Regions from separate parts of the Sus scrofa genome. Here region 1 is linked to region 2. The links are chromatin contacts, called in public HiChIP or PLAC-seq maps. All regions are on one chromosome and are shown on one strand. Each heading gives the region's core, a stretch centred on a gene start, on an enhancer-like site or on the middle of the called end of the contact. The rest is flanking DNA. Distances are from core to core; before and after follow the strand shown. Region 1 holds the start of ACTR3 (ARP3 actin related protein 3 homolog). Region 2 holds the start of SLC35F5 (solute carrier family 35 member F5).

Region 1 (6,681 bases), core at 3,688-6,187, 130 kb after region 2:
AAATATATGTTCAATGGAAATTAAATATAGAATGAGTGTAATATTTTTATCCCAGGGATGTGACCATTTGGTGAAATCTTTCTAGAACTTTTTTAGAAACATGGTAAGAAGCAGTTTTTAAATCACCTTAAAGGAATTCCCATCCTGGCTTTGTGGAAATGAATCTGACTAGCATCCATGAGGACTCAAGTTCAATCCCTAGCCTTGCTCAGTGGCTTAAGGATCTGGCATTGCAATGAGCTGTGTGTAGGTTGCAGATGTGGCTCAGACCTGGTGTTGCTGTGGTGTAGGCCAGCAGCTGCAGCTCTGATTTGACCCATAGCCTGGGAACCACCATATGCTGCAGGTGTGGCCCTAAAAAAAAAAAAAAAAAAAAAAAAAAAAAAAACCAAACAGACCTTAAAAACCGGTTTTATTATTTTAGAGTCACACAAAACTTGATAAAAACCATAGCCCTAGTTGACTGGTCATTTTATTCATTTGACTTGGCTTTGAAAAATGACTTTTAGCTAATTCTAAAAAGCAAATCTACTCACAAAAGGCCAAGATTTGTCACCAATAAAAATATTTAAAGGAATGTACAACAGGCTCTGAGGGCAAGTCTTAAGGAAACCTTCCAAAAATATTTTGTGCAATGACAGTATTAAAAGGGTAAGCACACAGGCCCGAAGAAATTCTGTGAAAAGGAGGACAAATTTTTGGGTGTTTAGGTTTGTATAAGTAATAAATAAAAGACTCATTACTTTATTTATTTATTTTTTTTTATTTTTTGGTCTTTTTGCCTTTTCTAGGGCCGCTCCCGCGGCATATGGAGGTTCCCAGGCTAGGGGTCTAATCTGACTTGTAGCCGCCGGCCTACTCCTGAGCCACAGCAACACAGGATCCGAGCCGCGTCTGCAACCTACACCACAGCTCACGGCAATGCCGGATCTTTAACCCACTGAACAAGGCCAGGGATTGAACCTGCAATCTCATGGTTCCTAGTCGGATTCGTTAACCACTGCGCCACGACGGGAACTCCAAAGAGTCATTACATTATAATTCAACCATACTGCTCTTATCTGTTCACAAAGTCATTTTATAATTTATAACATGCTTTTAAAAAATTCCAGCTTTAGGTATTTCTGCCAATTTTATAGATGAAGAAAAGGATTAAAGAGCTCATACTCAATTCTCTTGACTCCAAGCTCAGTGATCTCTTTATACACAAGTTAGTAGTTTAAGATCACACAACTTGAGAAGGGGGAAGCCACAATTCACAGCTATCATCCCCTCTGACCACTAGGCTGCATGGACATGGACTATTTATCTACCTGCCTTAATCAATGCTCTCTGTGGATTTGAATGGTCTGCCAGTTTGCAAACAGTCACCCCTGTAGCGAATGCCTAAGTTGATTTTTAGAAAAAAAAAAGTTTCCCCCTTTAAAATAATGGAGATCGAGTGACATGAATTTCTTGGACATTTTAAGATTCAGAGACATTTGCTAAATTTACATTAAAGCACAAGAATGACCTAGAAGATCTCATGTTAACTGGTAACCAGCATATCAGTCAAAATTAGACAATGCTTGTGGCATTACAATTAAAGAGCCCTGAGAAGGGGTCAGAACTTCATTTTAATCTGGACTCTGTTCCTTAGTTTCTCTAAGATATTGGGAAAAATCACTTAAACTCTCTGCTTCTGTATCACTTTTAAATTTGATGCAAGTAATAGAATCTGAGTACCACTAACTTAGGCAAAGGGGAATTAATTGGAAGGATACTGCAAGATTCACAAATGCTTGAAAGGTTGGGAATGGAGCTTGGAAATGGACAAAAAACAAGGACTTGGTTGACCAGAACTAAAAGGAAAATCAGGGTGCTTTTAGGGAGTAAAGGACATAGGACAAACAAACCCCACCAAACCACCACTGTGCTCTTCACATCTAACGAGATCATTTCCAAGAGGCCTCCTAGCTCTGACATCCTCTGCTTCTCTGTATTTGGAGAAGGGTGAGCAGGAAGGAGGGTGCATATGCAAACAGGGTGGTCAGAAACACTTTGGCCGGATGTGCATCCGAAGGCTCTGCACAGCTGAGGAAGGCTCAGCCACCACAGCGTGTTGAGGTTGACCGATGTGGCGTGTAGAAAGCAGGAAGTAGAAAGGGTCTTAAGCAAGCAAAGCATTTGGGTAGACAAATTATGAGGAACCTACACAAATGACACTTCTCACAAGTGTTGGAAGCTCTAAAATGCTTCTAACAGAGTCTCTAAGACAAAGGACATGCTTGACTGTGTGAGAGAGACTGTGGCAGGTTTCCTCAAGCCTATGAAATGAGATCCAGTACTGAGCAGTGACATGATATTTGAATATAACAGGCAAGTAAACATTAAACAGCCTTTCAAATCAAACGTTGAAAAATCAGCAGTCCACCGGTCAGATATAGCCTTCAAATAATTAGTTGCCACCACATAAAAATACAGATTTCCAACTTTTCTTGAAAAAAGGGAAGCTTTGGCAACAATGGGCCTGCATTCCTTCATAGCAACAATCTTCTACTTTCTTCTATGGGCTCTTCACTTTGCCAAATCCTCCTCACAGCCCTCTTCACTCACAAGGTCACCTGCTTGGACTATGGGAGCATTGCGGTTTCTGAACACTGACGTAATCACTTCCAGGACACCACCTAAGCCCAGCATTTGGGCAGCCATATTGAAGATGTACCACCGTGGGCTTTCCTAAGCATGAGAATTCCTCTGAGTTTAAGTTCCTCACCTCCGTCCGTGGGACCCCTTTGGTATGACCCATTTAGTCTGACTTACCTGTGATGCAGGAAACCCTTTACTCTACTCCAACCAATCCACATCTCCCTCTTCTGTCGGAGCTAATCTTCAAGCACCTGCTCTCCCAAATGATCTTAAATACCTGATGGCGGAAAAGGCAGCAAAGAATCCTCATACAGCATCTTCTACATGTAGGGAAAAATAGAACAAAACAAAAAGCTGCCACAACATTTCATTGCTTAAGTCTCTGATGGCTTCCAAGTTGCTTGTAGGCTAAACTTTTAAGACGCTTAGAGAAATCTACGAATCTTTGCATTGTTTGATTCTTCCTTATCTCTCAGGATTCACTTCCCATTTCATCTGCCATGGCTCATTTCACTTTGGCCACTTGCATCTTTCTTCAACTTGTAGAAGAAGCCAAGCTCCTTCTGGTCTCAGGGCCTTGACTCTTGCTATTCCCACTTCCTGGAGGTTTCCTTCTTTCTCACCCTTTCCCAGATCGCCTACCATCCTACAGCCCTTAGCTTTTCAGTGCCCTGCCTTTTACCTCCTTTCCATTCTCCCACTCCTCATTTCTTGTAGCCCAATTTTGTGATTTCTACTGCTCTTAATGCAATTTGTATGTTTTCTCACTTAACTGTAAACTCTACAACAGAGACCTTACCTTTTTTTGTGCCTACTGGATATTCAGGGTGAGCATATCTCTGTCATAAGAGAGTGGGTGAGCAATTCTTATGTACCAAACGAATGAAAAACCTGTATTTCATCCCCCAGTTTGGTCTAACCATTGCTATGTGATCTTCTGGAATAATAAGACATCCTTAGGAAAAGGATTTCTGTTTCAGTTGCAGATAAGTAAATCTACACGCTTTATCAAAAGATAAGCCTAATGAAGAAGAAAGCTATTAACTTTCTAGTTTGGTGGGTGGGGGAGGTCCAGACCATCACTTGGGAACTTGGTAGAAATGCAAATTACCAGGCTCCAGACAACCTAATCAGAGAACTTCAGGGGATGCAGCCCAGCATGCTGTGCTTTAACAAGTGTTCCAAGTAATTGTGAAGCACACTTTGAGAAGTTGTTCTAGGCTTTCCAGGTTTTAATCTTTTTTTTTTTTTTAATTATATTTCTTGGTCCTTAATCCTTGGTCTAATCCTGTAAGTGGAACATTAGAATCTTAAACTACTCCAGAGGGAAATCTCCTGTCATCATCCAAAACCGTCCGCGGCTTATTTGTGTACAGTGTATTACGTAGATTATATTCCCGGGAGGTTTACCTTTCTCGTGGGCACAAGCCTGCCCTCCGGAGGGCCTACAGTCTAAACCGTGTTGTAACAATGCACAAATGCAACTGAAAAAAAAAAAAAAAAAACCAACAAAAAAACCGCACAAAGCCAGAGCAGCCGTGGCGCAAGCCTTTTGTTCATTCCTCCTTCAACTGCTCACCCCTGGTCTGATACCGCTCTCTTCCACCCAGAAAAGAAGCCACTCAAGTTAAAAATGGACGTGTGCCGCTGACAACGTTTTCAATTACGCCGTTTTCCTTCGGGCACTGGAGGAGGTATTCGTGGCTGAGGGGTGTGGTTCCATTCCTTCCTCGACCCAGCACAGAAGTAATTGAAACTAAAAGCCCCTTCCAGCTTCAGAAGGAGAATTGCAGGCGCTGACAGACTCCTCCACCCCTACCTGCAGGAACACCCGAAATGGACTTCCTCACTGTCAGGATGGGAGCGGCGGCCCGCGGCGCACCTCACTGCGCATGCCCTCTCGCCCCGCCCGCTCGGAGCCGGAAGGGGGTGCGCTCGCGGCCTGGGCCTGGCCTGGCCGGGGCGTCGGCGCCGGCGGCCATCTTGGCTTCCCGGGGAAAGGCGGTGTGAGGGGAAGAAGTTGTAGGGTGGGGGCAGGAGTGAGGAGGAGGGAAGAAAGAGGGGGAGGAGGCCGCGGCAGGGCAGGGCGGGGATTGCCTGCCTGCCTGCCTGCCTGGGTTGCGGAAGTGGTAGCCGCTGACCGAGCCTGCTGCTCTCTCGCTACTGCCTTCGGCTTCCCGGCTCCCCCCCAGACGGAGAGGGCGACCCGGCCGTGGATGGTCAGATAGCTTCTACCTCCCGCCGCCCATCCCTGGCCCCAACCGGCACGGAGCAGACGGGGGCAGCAGCAGCAGCAGGCGAGGAGGAAGATGGCGGGACGGCTGCCGGCCTGTGTGGTGGACTGTGGCACAGGGTAAGGGGACTGATGGGCGGGGGTGGGGAAACTGAGGCGGAGGCAGGAAAATGGCGGGGTAGGGACGAGGCTGGGAAATGAATGGTGCGGCGAGGTGCTGCCGCGGGCTGTGTCAGTCCCAGCCCCGCCGGGTGGCGAGGGGTGGGGCCGGGAGCCAGGGCCTCCCTCGTCCCCCTCGATTCATCCTTTGGGAGCCGGGCGCGGGACCAAGGAAACCCTCGCCCATGCCCGGTTCCCGGGAGCAGCTTCCTACGCGGACCCCTCCCAGCCCTTCCCCCAGAGCGGTGGGCACCGCTGCCGGAGGAGCTGCGGGGACCGTCGCCTGCCCCGGGCCTGCGGTCGCGTGGGGGTGGTCCCCGAGCTAGGCGCACCGGGCTCTCCATTCCCTTAAGTACCCCTGTCTGCCCGTGGGTTTGGAGACTGAGGGGAATGGAGCCCGGGGACTGGCCCGGCAGAGGAGCGAGAAAAGAGAAGCGCTCCTTCTGGGTTTTGCAAGAGATTGCTGTGACTACACTCTTCCCCGGGCTGTGGGTGGGGAAAGGGAAGAATCGGACTCTGAAAATGGGAACCTAGATCGGGGCTTTCATTTGACCACCCACCTCCTCTTCCTTTTCGACTCCTGGTCTTTTCCATCTCCCACTGGGTTCCTACCGGTCAACTAAGTCACATTTTAATTTGAGAGAAAGATGTCATGTGTTACTTCTCTAGCCTCAAAAAAGTCCCCCAGTGAGCAAGCGCGCTGCAACTTCCTTAGTTTTGTCAAAGCCGCTTCCTGCTTTCAGTCTTTTATACCCTTATAAGGTAGTTTTTCGTTTCCAACCTGAACACATCTTACTAGAACTTTGAAAATTAAGTAGATTTCAAAGTCTTGAGTTATTGGTGCGGGGTTTCAATTTATGTGAACTTGAAAAATATATTTGTCTCCACAGAGAGGGAGGAAGGGAAGCATCCAGGAAAATTGTTTTATAGATTCATTCTGTGACAGTATCTTAAGGCGAGAAGGTAATAGAGTTATAAAGGGGTGTGTTTGCTTTTCAAGGAGTTATCACTGATCTGTAGTGTAGTTTACTAAAATGTAGAGTGCCGTTCAAGTGGTCATTCCTTTTGTATTAAAAGGCATTTTAGAGAGTTATAGCACATTTTACACTTATGAAGAAAATATTGCCTATATTTTAATGTAGAGTGATCGCTTTGTTACAGTAATCTTTTCTTTTGTGCGTGTGTATGCTGTGCTAGAATATTATTACTTCTCTAATTTCCCAAATACTCCAGTTTTTTGGGTGTGCGTGTTGGGGGGGGCAGAGAGCGGCAGATTGCTAAACTTTTTTTTCCCTTTTTTTTATTATTCAGCAAACTATTGTTACTTAAAGGATGGTATACTCCTCTCTATTTGCTTTCTAAAATTTCTCTCTACAGGCTCATACCTTTATCCAAGTGTAGCAGATTCGAAAATCCCAGCCATGCATAGTGAAACAACTGATTTATTAATACATTCCTTTAGAAAATACCAGCCTCTTTTAGCCTTGGAACTTCTTTGCAGTTTTTTGACGGACAGCTTATTAAAGTTATTTTTTGTTAATTCAGTCACATTTCCCTGATCCAGTATTTTTTTTTTCTCCTCCCTTCTTAGTCCAATTGGTGAATTGTTTCATGTTTAGGGTCAGTTTTAAAGTTAGCTTTGGCAGCCTGACTGAGAAAGA
Region 2 (6,935 bases), core at 2,614-5,113:
CTCAAATTGGTATCACTCAAAGTAAGACTTAAAGCCATTATGGGCCTTATGTTGTGATGTCAAAGGAAGTACTCAATACCACCACAGCACTTTTTCCTAAAATCTGAACCTAAATCAAGACTATATCTAACTACCATTTTATAGGAAATAAGAGAGAAAAGGGAGCAATTCAAATGACAACTCAAGAAAATAATTAAGCCAAACCCAAAATGTGTGTGTTGTGGAATGAATGTCTGCATCCCCTCAAAATTCATCTGTTAAAATCCTGACCCTCACTGTGATGGTACGAGGAAGTGGGCGGCTGTAGGGTGAACTGGGTCACCAGGGTGAATCATGAATAACATTAGTGCAAATAAGAAAAGAGACCCCAGAGAGCTCTCCTGCCCTGTCTGCTTTGTGAGAACACAGTGAGAAGCCAGCCATCTAAGAACCAGGAAGGGGTTCACACTAGATTTCAAATCTGCCAGTGTCTTGATCTTGCATTTTCCAGTCTACAGAAAAAGTGATCTAATTTCTCTAACAAATCAAAAAAGTAGAGGAATATAATTAAGGACCAAAAGTGACTCAAAAGTTCCAACAAATGCAATATGTGATCGTTGTTTAGATCCTACCCTAAAAAGATGTCCTTGACACAAACCGAGAAAATCTGATAGACTGTGTATTAGAGGATTTTAATTTTGTGAGATATGTTAATGGCATGTTGATTATATTTTAAAAATCAAAAGACCTTTTCAGTTTGAAATGAATATGAAAGAATTTATAGGTGAAATGACAAGTGGCTAGAATATGTTTTAAACACTGCGAGAAAAAAATCTTTGGGGAGGGGTTATAAGATTGGCAAAATTTGATAACTGTTAAAGGTAAGTGATGGGAACATGAGGTTCCATTTTACCATTCTCTCTCTCTACTTTATATATGTCAGAAAGTTTCTATAATAAAAAAGGTTGCTTCTTAATTTTGAAATACACAATATATCTCAAAAGTCTGATGAGCATATTTGGGTGAGGAATTAGATGCATTACATATGCTCCTGGATAACAAAATTATACAATATCCTCTTATTAACAGACTACTTTTTTCAAAAACAGGGAAAAGTTTGTCATTGGGTTTTTGCCTTTTGGTTTTTGGTTTTTGTTTTTTTTCCTTTGCTTAAATATGGATTGTTAAATTATAATTTAATCAGGTGGTCTTTTGTCCTAAATTTTATTACATGATAAATAAAAGCCAAACTATTTATTTAAAACTAAAATAAAATTTAAAAGATAAACTTATTTCCCTGTCAAGATTAAAGAGATTTCTTTGTGGCTAAACTTCAGAATGTTAATCTAAAAAAAAAAAGGTTGTTGAACAGTGAAAAATAAATGGCCTATTGTATTCCAGAGCCTAATTCCAAAAAGGCTAAAAAATTTATTAATTTATTGGATACAATGTCAAGGTCAACTCTTACTTAGCTACGATCAGAGATGACCAGCAGTAACAAACTGCTTCTTTTGACATTTAAGTTCATTTTATGAATGCCAGTCTTCCTTTTGCCTTAAGACAGTAATATGTAAACAGAAATGCAATAATTTCTGAAAATAAGGTTTTACAGGGATCATTAACCAAGAAAATAAAATAACTAAACAAGTAGAAAGAAAAACTCAAAATACATTACTACCCATAGTTCATCAATAAAAAAAAAAAAATTAACTAAAGGCAATCACTGTTTATGGAGACTTCACAATAACATCTGAATTACCAAACATATAAATGTACATGCACCCATGTATGTGTACAACAGTGACCTGAACATGAAAAACTCATATCACTTTCATTCACCTGTCCAAAAGCATTCTCACTTTTCTACCAAAGGGTGCCAAATGGTTTTGCATCCTAGATTGCTGTTCCACTAGAAAATAATATTTATAAAGAAAGAAATTGTGGGATGGATTGGGAACTTGGGGTTAATAGATGCAAATTATTGCCTTTGGAATGGTTAAGCAATGAGATCTGCTGTATAGCACTGGGAACTATGTCTAATCACTTATGTTGGAGCATGATAATGTGAGAAACAAGAATCTATACATGTATGTGTAACCGGGTCACCATGCTGTACAGTAGAAAATTGACAGAACACTGTAAACCAGCTATAATGGCAAAAATAAAAATCATTATAAATAAAAAAAGAAATTAAGAAAATAACAAACACCCACAAATATTAAAAAAATATGCATGCATCTCATCTTCTAAACTCCCTAAAAAATATAAGAAAACTGAAAAAACAGAGTATCCTTTCCATTTTAATTTGAACTGCAACTAATTTGTTATCAAAGAAAACAAAATTCAACAATACTCAAAATACTGCTTTAAGTAAGCATGAGAGCTAGTGATACAGAACATCATTCCTAGATGAGAATTACATACCGAAGTAAGTTCTGAGGATGCGACCCATATCACATCAACAAGTAGAAGAATAACAATCCCTAGGGCCAGTCGCCTGCGCTGAGTGAAACCACTGCTCTGGGAATTCATTCGATTCATGATAAATACACACACCATTTGCAGTCTGTTTTTAGAAAACACAGATCACATTAGAGGGGATTTTAAAAAAATTTTTTTAAATTATAAAAGCAAGAAAAGTAGTATAACAGAAACATCCAACATTTGTTAAGCTAATATTCAATTTGAAAGTCATCCAGTAAGTGAAAGGTATGGAATTTACCTTAGTTTAAAGGCCTTTCTGAGATCTTCAAAAGCAATGCCAGAAAACTTGGCAGATCTGAGTCTAAACGGAGGTGAAGAACTCAGCGCACCTGAAAACAACCACAAAATGATGCTTATGAAAACATCAACCACTCAACTATAAGATTCATAAGATCATTTTTACTCTTCACTTTCAAAATAAACACAAATGAAAGAAGAATATCAAAGTATATTAAATATAATTGACACTTTTCTCTAGACTTTCTTATCCAATAAACATCTCAAATTAAACTCAGAGAAGAAATTGGTAAAGGGAAGGGGGGGAGGCATACTCAACAAAGGGCATCTTTATGAATAGTTAACTACTGAAAAACAGCTTCGAGTTTCATAAATCCGCCTTCCTCGCCACTCTCTCCAGAGTTATCCACTCCGGGGATACTGTCTAGCCACGCACCTGTTTCTAAGTGTATTTTCTGTCCCTGATCTCGAGTGCAATTGGGTGATATGAGAGGAAGTGATTTGTTGTTGTGAGTCTTCGGACCAGAGGCGGGGGGCGTTTCCAAACACCTCACGTGGTAAAAGGGAAAGGATCCTCCAGGCTTCCCCACCCACCCCTGTCACAGTGTCTACTTATTTTAGATCACAACAATCATTCACGAAGTGGTGAGAAAACAGCTGTTAAAGGGAATCTTCCTTTTTCGGAGGAAAAAGAAAAGTTAAGCCAAGGGACGCCTCCCCAGGGAAGATTAAAGCCCCGAAGCGGCGGCGCACAAGTAGCTTCCTCAACTGCCAGAGTCGGGACCCAGCTCCGGCACCCCGTCAGCCTCCCCCTCGCCCCGCCCCAGACACCAAAGAACATCTGCTGGCTCCGAAGGGCCGGAGCTGTCCGTGGGGCCTCCGTCCTGGCTTCGGCTCTGGGTGATTTCGCGGCCCTCCCCCGGCTACCTACCCGGCCTTCCTGCCCCGGGATGGCGTCGTGGAGGCACCATGAGCGGACCCTGCCCGGACCCGCCGCCTCCCAGGGCCACGGCCGCGGCCTCGGACTCAGAGAGCTGTCGTGGCGCCCGACATTGCGCTGCGCTGGCGGCCCAGTCCCTGAAGCCGCGGTGCCCCTCGGGGCGAGGCTGCCAATGCCACCCTACCCCGCTCGGCCCGGGAGGGCGGGGAGCGGGCGAAGGTTAGGAACCGCGCAGGCAGCGATGGCCGCGTTGGCCGGGAGCTGGACCCTGGCCCCGGCCCCGCCCCCGGCCTGCCCGCCAGCCCGCCCTGGCCACGCCCCCCCGGCCGAGGTCGGTGGCGCGCGGGTTACGTCACGGCGGCGCGACGGCGGGCGGCGGGAGTGTACTCCCGTAGGGTGACTTGGCATCGCTAAACCGACTGCTGCCAGGTGCCGAACATTGAGCGAAGAGACTCAACTGCGACGGCGGAGTTAGGAAGGAAGGGAAGGAGGGCGCGGTGGAAGTAGAAGCGGGCGTGGGTTGCTGGAGCGGAGCGAGGGATCCGGGAGGTGGTGGAGCCTCCAGATGGCCCCGTACTAGAGCGACAACTAGCAGCCCCTTTTCTTACAGTTTGGCCAGGAAACTGCATATTCCTTTCCCGAGGAGAGGACTAAAATGCAAAGAGGCTTAGGGGAACTTATGCTTTCTGGAAACGTTTGCATGTAAACTAGATACCAGCCCCCTAGAAGTAGAAGCTGTGTCCCTAGGGCAAGCTACTTCACCTCCCTGGCCCTCAGTTTCCTCATCTGAAAGTGGGCATAATTATAGTATTGTCTCATTTTTTATATACATTTCAAGTTTACATGATTATACAGATGTGAAGGGATTATATAATTCATGGCACATAGAATTTAACAAATGTTTAATAATTACTAAAATGTATAGGTTTTTTTAAATCATCTTTTGAATATCCTGTAAGAAAAAAGGCGTGGCCAGCGTCCTGAATCCTATTTAAAAACGAAAACGAGACTAAAAGGTTTTGTAATTTAACGGAGTTGTCTACTATAGCGCATTTGTAACATCTTTATGAGGTGGTGCAAAGAAATTAATTTTCTTTCTTTTTTTTTTTTTTTTTGTCTGTTTACGGCCTCACCGGAGGCACATGGAGGTTCCCAGGCGAGGGGTCCAGAATAGGAACTACAGCTGCTGGCCTGTGCCACAGCAATGCGGGATCTGAGCCCAGCCTTTAACCTATGCCAAAGTTCACTGTAAGGCTGGATCCTTAACCCACAGAGTGAGGCCAGGAATTGAACCTGCTTCTTCATGGATGCTAGTCAGATTTGTTTCCGCTGAGCCACCACAGGAATTCCAGAAATTAAATTTTCTTCTGTAGTCACAATGTAGTGCATTTCTTATCTTTTAAATCTGTTGTTTTATTAAAATTGAATATATGTTCAAATACTAGTAACGTAATACCAACAGACATTTTTGTGTGTGTTGATTTAGTCAATTCCTTATAAAGTTATTAGCATCAAGCTCCTTTAATAATTATTCAGAAATCTGTCGTGCAGAGTAGAAAAATCTTAACCATTTACTTAAAATTGCTATGTAGAGGATATTTGATTGCAGACATTAATCAAATTATTCCAGTTCCTGCTTTATTCTTTTTTTTCATTAACTTTCTTTAGGGTGTCAGGCTCATAATATGCTTAAAATTTTTTTTTTTGCTACATTTATGATAGATAGACTGGAAAAAAAAAAAAGCATTATGGATTTCTCCTGAGATCTGCAAGAGTCAGGAAAATTAGGTTCTAATTCTTAATCTGACCCGAATTTGTTGTGTAATTTTGAGAGTTATTATTCTCTCTTGTGTCTCAATTTTCCATCTATTAAGTATGCTGACCTGTTTTTAGTTAGATAATGCAAATGTAAGTACTTTATAAATGTGTACAAGTTACTATTATTACCACTTGTTTCCAGAGCATCTGAAGAAGGACAGTGCCTCTAGTCCTAGGTTAATCTTCCATTAACATTTTCCCCTGCACACTCTGAAGGAAATTCCATTCCTCCTAGTCAACAGGCCTTGATGTGGTTTCTGTGCTGTGGCACTATCCTGACTTCAGGCATCTTTCTTTTGTCTCCATGTAACTTGCCCAAGGCCAAGTCTTCAGTTACTTCAAAGTATTAGAAAACTGCTTTCTGATATAACTTTAATTCTTATCTCTAAGTGATTAAGTCTTTAAAATTGTATCTTTACCGTTCCCTCCCTACTAAATCTCAACTGGCTACATTTTTAAGTATAAATTCCACAGGAACAAGGATATTTGTCCTCCACTATATCCTTAGCACCTAGAATAGTGCCTAACACAGAATTAGGAGTCAATATTTGTTGAGTGAACATTGTACCTTGATCTTGACCTTTTTAAGCCTGTTTTCTTTCTCATATCTTCATTTCAGTTGACGCCATTATTTTCATAGTCTCACAGGCTTAAGATTGCTCTTTCATTTTTATTAATTTCCTTTTTACTCTTCAAAGATTTTTATGACATCTTTTCAGTAGTAGACCCTAAAGATTGATCAGTTATTAAGTCTGACACCTAAAAAAAAAAATCTAGAGACTAATTTCCTATGTAAGTAGTTATGTCACAGCATGACTATAAAAGCAAGGTTCTGTGTGGTACAGGGCAGTCACTAGTTAACTAACTCCCATATACCTGTATCAAAGATTACATTTTTTCTTTTTTTAAAAAAATTTTTTATCTAAGTATAGTTGATTTACAATGTTATGTCAATTTCCGCTGTACAGGAAAGTGACCCAGTCGTACATATATATATATATATATATATATATATATATATATATATTCTTTTTCTCATATTATCTTCCATCATGGTCTATCACAAGAGATTGGATATAGTTCCCCATGCTATAAAGTAAGATTACATTTCGAATTCAAGCCTTAGTAAAATTATAAATGACTGTGAGTCTTTGGAGCCTCTAGTTACTTGAATCCACTTATAATAATTCTGTGAATTCCAAGTGTGGAAATAGATAAAAAAAAAAAAACTCAAATGAGAACAAGCAAAATTTCGTAACTCAGAGCTTGCTATGGCAAGGCAGTCAACCCCTATCACCTGCATTTGGCAGAGACTCAAAGGCAGGGAAGTGTAAACACTTTATAGTAGAAAAGAGGAAAGGTTTCACATATGCTCCTATTGTTGGCACAGGGAAGCTCAAGGAAGGCTAACCAGAAGCAAGGCATCCAATGTGGTTGGTAAGGGGTACATAGTTGCCTTTCTCTGGTTGGTCCTAAG

What was found. HiChIP or PLAC-seq counts read pairs in DNA pulled down with a chosen protein or histone mark.
Region 1: a contact with region 2 is called in an H3K27ac HiChIP or PLAC-seq map of alveolar macrophages. The contact joins the promoter of ACTR3 here to the promoter of SLC35F5 in region 2. A contact is called at or near these places in 3 of 5 promoter capture datasets (fetal liver, fetal skeletal muscle and liver), 19 of 47 Hi-C or Micro-C datasets (alveolar macrophages, blood, brain and 10 more) and 2 of 2 datasets of contacts at active chromatin or transcription factors (alveolar macrophages and skeletal muscle).

Annotation. Positions count from the first base shown.
Region 1 is chr15:20,100,224-20,106,904 of Sscrofa11.1, forward strand. ACTR3 (ARP3 actin related protein 3 homolog) reads left to right here and starts at 4,938. Exons shown (of 12, transcript NM_001134343.1): 1 at 4,938-4,981. The coding sequence starts at 4,938.
Region 2 is chr15:19,967,801-19,974,735 of Sscrofa11.1, forward strand. It overlaps SLC35F5 (solute carrier family 35 member F5), which reads right to left and starts at 3,864. Exons shown (of 16, transcript NM_001243692.1): 1 at 3,632-3,864; 2 at 2,702-2,792; 3 at 2,404-2,545. The coding sequence starts at 3,671.